2 separate regions of the Gossypium hirsutum genome follow, and region 1 is linked to region 2. A link is a contact called in public Hi-C data. All regions are on one chromosome and are shown on one strand. The core of a region is the stretch at or near the end of the contact, and the rest is flanking DNA. Distances in the headings are between cores, read along the strand shown.

The links. Hi-C and Micro-C count contacts between places; a contact is called where the count stands out from the background.
Region 1: a contact with region 2 is called in a Hi-C map of leaf, with 2.1 times the contacts expected there. The contact joins the enhancer-like site here to the promoter of LOC107943246 in region 2. A contact is called at or near these places in 14 of 34 Hi-C or Micro-C datasets (anther, callus, hypocotyl and 3 more).

Annotation. Positions count from the first base shown.
Region 1 is chrA05:101,620,410-101,623,572 of Gossypium_hirsutum_v2.1, reverse strand. No RefSeq gene overlaps it. Among protein-coding and RNA genes, the nearest start is that of LOC121229598, 3.6 kb to the left of the region's middle. Within about 2 kb of position 1,497, at least 4 of the 9 cell types and tissues checked have an H3K27ac peak or open chromatin away from gene starts, as enhancers often do. A contact at or near this core is called in leaf, where this site is marked.
Region 2 is chrA05:101,542,671-101,545,871 of Gossypium_hirsutum_v2.1, reverse strand. It overlaps LOC107943246 (60S ribosomal protein L34), which reads left to right and starts at 1,885. Exons shown (of 5, transcript XR_005927379.1): 1 at 1,885-2,143; 2 at 2,228-2,307; 3 at 3,130-3,201. It overlaps LOC121229594 (a long non-coding RNA gene), which reads left to right. Exons shown (of 2, transcript XR_005927380.1): 1 at 1-95; 2 at 359-622.

The DNA of each region.
Region 1 (3,163 bases), core at 248-2,747, 78 kb before region 2:
ATTGGTCCTACAATAATTTATACTAATTAGGGTATTTTATTTAGGTTAAGGGTATGAATATTGAATTATGAAATTAACAAAACACAATTAAAGTAGAAAATATAAAAAGGGGAGAAAGGCACTTACTTATTAAGGATGGATTTGAGGATTGATAAAGACTTAAGTATATGATTATGTTTTAAAATGTTGAAAAGATGAGACCCTCTCTGCCACTCACCAACCCAACCCAACTAAAGATGTCCACAGTAATTAATAAAGCCTATAGTTTCATTTTGGCTTTTTAGGTCTTCAACAAAGCATCTTAGGCTTCCAATTTTATTTCATAATCTCATTTGCAATTTTAAATAAAGTATTGTTAATCAGATTTTGGTACCCTGTATGGTGGGTCAATTTTAGTCTACATTTTTTTAATTCTTAAACTATCTACTAGAATAAACTTAGTAATTAATTATCCGTATTCTGTAGGTCTATTAAGGGTAGATGATGGCCATAAATTTTAAAACTAAAACAAGAATATTTTAAAATGAAAAAAATACTAAAATACAATATGAAATGAATAAAGTGAATTATATATTCTTTTAAATTATGATATCCTAAAAAGACATTAGGGATTCACCAAAGACAAGAGATTTTGATGAAGATAACCCAATAATAGAGATTAAAGTGGAAAAGTTAATATAGGAATAGAAAATTTGTGTTGCTTGATGCAAATTGACAAAAAAAAGACTCTTACCCTCTTTGAAACTATATTTTTATCCTATTGCATTGCTTGTCTTTCTATGCAAAAAAGCATCTCAAACACTGCGAATAATTAAGAACCCTTTTCCAATTTGGACCACAAAATAGCAAGCTTTGATATATTATTAATTCAGGAAAATCATCTCATAGATTGTCAGTTGAGTTTACAAATATCATTTGCATGCTCATACATATTTTCATTAACACAAAAAATTATATCTATAGAAACTTTTATAGATCGAATCAAGAAATTATCTGATAAAAGTCTTGTTTTTTTTAAATAAAAAGGAGTAGAAGGTAATTAAGTATAGAAAATGCGCAAAAAAAGAAAAGAAAAAGTAAGTTGTATGTACTGGACTATTCTATTTAAGATTGATTGAAATTTGAATTCATGAAATAGGGTCTCGTGGGGTTTTCTGGATTAATCTTAATTTAGTTTTAAAATTAAAATGTAAAGGTTTGGTTGTAAATGTTGGGGACCAGAATTACTAAATCAAATTGTAAGGGTAAAATAAGAAGGGAAGTTGAATTAGGCCAACACATTTTTTATTTGGGTGAAATAATTGGAAGACCTAATTCTGGGTCCCAAGTGAGCCTAACTTTTTGGATTTGGTCCTTAACCCATGCATGAAAAGGTGTCCTTTCGAGCCCTTTTAAATTTGGAAATTTGTTTTTGAAAATCCAATTGTCTTTACACCCCCTTCAGCTCAATTATTTCTAGTCCATTAAATTCAAAGGGGATTCCAATTTGGTGTCTACTTTGAATTGTGTGCTCAACCTAATATTGGTCCAATTTTAGAGCCTATGTTTTGGCTCATTTTAGCTCCAGTTTAAGGCCTTTTGTAAATTGTTCTTATACCTATTTTTGAAGCCCACTAGGACCCAATGTTGGGGGCTTGATTGTAAATGCATTTTTTTTCTTCTAAATTTTGGTTAATGTTTGAGACTACAATTTGATTTTGGAGTCCATATTTTAAAAACTTTTTTGCCCGACTTCAAATATCAACACTAGGAAATTAGTAGATGTGTCAAGAGGCAAATTTGGGTACCAATTGAAAATTCTGAAATGATACTAGTAGGCAAATACAAGTTGTATCAGAAGCAGTGTTTACGGGGTAGTGATAGCAGCTTCAAACACTGATGATGAACCGAAAAAAAGAAAAAAAAAACATGAACACTCAATATATTTATATAGTTTGATTTCCCTACGCTTGCAAAGGCTTGCCTAGAAATATAATCCACTATATTAGTAACCCGTACAACAAATGATTACAATTTTTAACACTCATGAGAATAGGCTCCTCATTTTTGCACCTATAATCTAAATGAATAACTGATCTCTAATCAATCTCTTACTTGTACAAATCTACTCAATTTATAAGGAATCAAACTTGCTAACATAGTATATCTATTATTAGCAATTTTCTCATAAAATCACGAATATAATTAGTATATCGAATATCTTCAATTAACTCAAGGTAAGTCTTAAATCTTCAATATATGCTTTCAAATTTACTCGATTCAATCCAATCTCAACAAAATTAAGAAGCTAATTTCCTTGATCTAATCCAAACCAGCCTCTAGTAAATGTTGCTATAAACAGTTTTGATATCATAGATAGATTTACATTCATCCAAAACATTAGCAAAAATTAAAGTTCAAGGATTTTGTTATCAAAATTTACCAATACAAAATATAACAAGTTTTTTATTCGACCAATTCCAAAAGTCCCAAAATACATAGTAAGAACTACTACTTATAGGTGTAGGGAATATGAGTTGCAAAATTTAGTTATTAAATAGAAATAATGGAAAGGACTTTCAGTTGCAAAGATATTAATAATTTATTAAAAAGAAATTTAAGTTGTTAATAATGGTGAATAGTAAACTTATTTACTATGTTTTTTAAGAAAAGGAGAATCACACAATAAGAATTAAAGAAAATCCCTTAATTATTTTAATTGATTTGAGGGTTGGATTTTTATAGAGTAATTGATGAGTATTACCGTTTAATACGCGAATAATTAATTATTGAATTCATTTTAATAAATATATTAAAAAACCAAAAATAAATAAATAAATAAATAAATAAAGAGATAATCAATTTAGCTAATGGGTGGGAAATTGGGAAGACTAAACACGTATATGTGAGCAACATTAAATATAGGGGTGATTGATTTGATGGGACATTATACTCTTTCATTAGCAAACCCAATCTTTACAAAATCTTTAGCCTTGATAACCCATGATTTCTTGTTCCGCAAAATCTATAAATCTATTGAACAAAAATGCAATATATCTAAATTGTATGAAAGTATTGTCCATAACCTTAACTTCATGACACGTTTACTTCTTCTAGAAAGACAACAGTAAATTTTCAATTCTGGTCCTTCAACCATGATTACTTTTGGAAGTTATATTTTAAT
Region 2 (3,201 bases), core at 636-3,135:
AAAAAACGAAAGAGAAAGGCCTCTTCTCCCCCTTTTTGGAATCGACGACGACATGGAGAGGAGGACTCCGACGATGCGGCCACAGGGTAACTCTGGTGAGCCCTCTCCCTTCTCTTTTTTAATTTCGTATTTATAAAAAAAAAACTTAAGTTTAAATAATACGAAAATCACCTTAAAAGTTTAGATCTTTTGTTTTTCTATTCCAAAATTTTGGGAAAAAAACCCAGAAGAAAATACAAGTATGTTGATATGGCTTTTATAGCCAAATTACAAGATTTTTTATTTTTATTTTTTGTTTCTTTGTTATTTGTTTTCTCTGTTTGTCCTTTCTGCTTGCGTTTAGACATTCGTTTTGCAGGTGGTGTCAGACGCGTGAAGGAGGCGTGGTGGCGTGCGGCGACTGCACCTTGGGGACTAGGGTTTTGCTTGCTGTTTGGGCTTTAGGGCTTTATTCTTTGGGTCATTTGGATTTGGTTTTAATTTGGGCCATGTATTGGACTTTATTATTGTTTTATTAAAGTTTTTATTTTTTGTTGGCCATGCCAAAAATTAGCCTATTACAAAATAATTAATTGTTTCAAAAGATGACCAAGAAATATAAATTATTAAATATTTTAAAATATTAAATGGTAATATGATATAAATATTACACATGATAGTTTCATATGTGTTGAATATATTGTATTAATTACCGGTGAAATTTTATTACGTGCAATCAAGTTTGTTTTCTAATTATTTAGACATATTCCAAAATATTATATTAATTAATTATTTTATAATTTTTGTGATATGTATTTAACAAATTTTATATTCGTTGAATACATTATATTAGTATTTTTATTATGTTTAAATTACCACAAAGTGATTAAATTTAATAGTAACAACTGTAGTCACTACTGTCAGCTGTTGATATATTGGTTTTGACTAAAAAAAATTATAAGTTGAATAAAATAAAAATTGGATAACAAATAATAATATATCTACTATTCCCAACTTTTATAAGTTTTCATTTTAGGCATTGAAAAAACTTGCAAAACAACACTGTTGCTAATAATTATTTTCATTTTATTTACTATTATCAATTTGGAGTTAGACAATGTTATTATATATCCATTTTAATTACCACTTTAATATTTTGGTTATTTATTTTATTTATAGATATGTGTATTCATTTTCTTTCATTGAGAATTCTTTTTCCATATTTTTTATTTTAGTAAGGTTTTAAAGAGGCACATTATATCTACTAATGAACATTTAAGGAGAAGTGTTATGAATATTTTATTATTAAGTGGATGTTCATCAAGATCAAAATAAAATTTGAAATATTTTTGGACTTTAATAGCCATTATCAATAGAGTTTTATATCATGTATACTTCTTATGTTTACAAATAAAGATTTTGGAGAAGTATCGTAAATCATCTCTATTCATCAATAAAATTTATACTCTCTTTTTGCTCCCTTATTTATTGTTCTCTTACTTTCTTTGTTATTTATTTCATAACATTTTTATTGTTTTCTAATTTTCACATATTTTTATTTTTCAAAAATCATTTTAACATTTTTAATCAAAACACGTTTTCTTTGACTTATATTTACTAAAATAACCGGAATCTTAGTTTTTCTCAATACATGAAATTATCTAAGTTTCTAACAAATTAAAGAAAATAAAAAAAAATAAAATGAGTGGCAAAAATAGAATTTATTAAAGTTACTTGACTACTAAAATGAATCTACAATAATATTGCTTTATCCCAAATTCATGGAGGATGACCAAAATGAAAACGGTTATGTCTTGTTGCAAATATTTTTTTGTGTCCAAAATGAAAAGTTTTTAAAATTAAGTGACCAACTATACAATTTACTAACAATTCTGCATAATCTTAACCGTTGATAGAAAAACCTTAAAACATAATCGTACGATCTAGGGCTTCCTTCCTAAAGGATCCCTACTTATACATTGTCTTCTCTGGTACAAAACCCTTTGGTCTCCACTTTGTCTCTCTTAAGTCTTACCATAAAACAGAGCAGAGAAGGTAAAACCCAAAGTTTGAAAACCATCAAAAATGGTTCAAAGGCTCACTTACCGTACTCGCCATAGCTACGCTACCAAATCCAATCAACACCGTGTCGTTAAGACCCCTGGTAAGTCTGCAAGTTTAGAGATTGGTGCCGCATTTTTATGGTCTAATTTTTAATTGAAATTTATGTTGTTTTTTCCTTTTAAAGGTGGGAAATTGGTCTATCAGACAACTAAGAAAAGAGCAAGTGGGCCTAAGTGTCCTGTCACTGGCAAGAGAATTCAGGGTGTAAGTACTTCCTTTTCCTTTTGAATTTAAATTCAGATTTTTTTTGGGTTGAAATTTTGAGTTTATTGTTATTTTGATCCATGAGTATGATATTTAGGTATACTTTTGCTTACACAAAAATAGTACTTTCTCTTACACAAAAATAGTACTTTCTCTTTGTTTATATTCATGTTGCTGCTGTTGTTTGCCTAATGGATTTTAGGTTCCGAATTAAGCATAAATAAAAAATAAAAAATAAAAAATATTGGGATGGTTTTATATAATTGCTTAAGATCTAATGGAGTTAGTGATGCTGATGGTATGTATAGTTTGTCAAATGTAATGTACAGAGTTTAAACGTTTCAAATCCTAAAATAAGGAAATGTATTAATCAAATCATTTCGGAACTGGCAAGAACTTTGGATTGTTGGAAATTTAATGTGTTGTTGGTCGAGTGTGCTTTTCGTGCTTGTGGATGTAATGAAAGCTATAGCAGTATATCGCTGTAAATGTTTGCTTTAACATCATATCTTGATTGATATTGAAATCCCCAGATTGCATAATCATATATGATGGGATGGAACCCATTTTATCATACTTATATAAGATACTTCATCATAAGGATGTTTTCTGTATATGAGGGAACCCACTAGAGCATTTCACTTTGTATCCGTTTATTACGGTACTTCATCTGTATATTAAGTTGAAATGTAAAACCTTGTTGACCAAAATAGCATCGTGGGGTTGTTTCTTTAGATTCAATCAACTAGGGTCGTACTAAAGATTTAGGTTGTGAGGTTTTTGAGGGTGGTCTTATGGGTTACTTACATGGGTTCATTGCAGATTCCTCACTTGAGACCTGCTGAATACAAAAGGTCTAGATTGCCAAGGAACCGCCGGACTGTGAATCGTGCT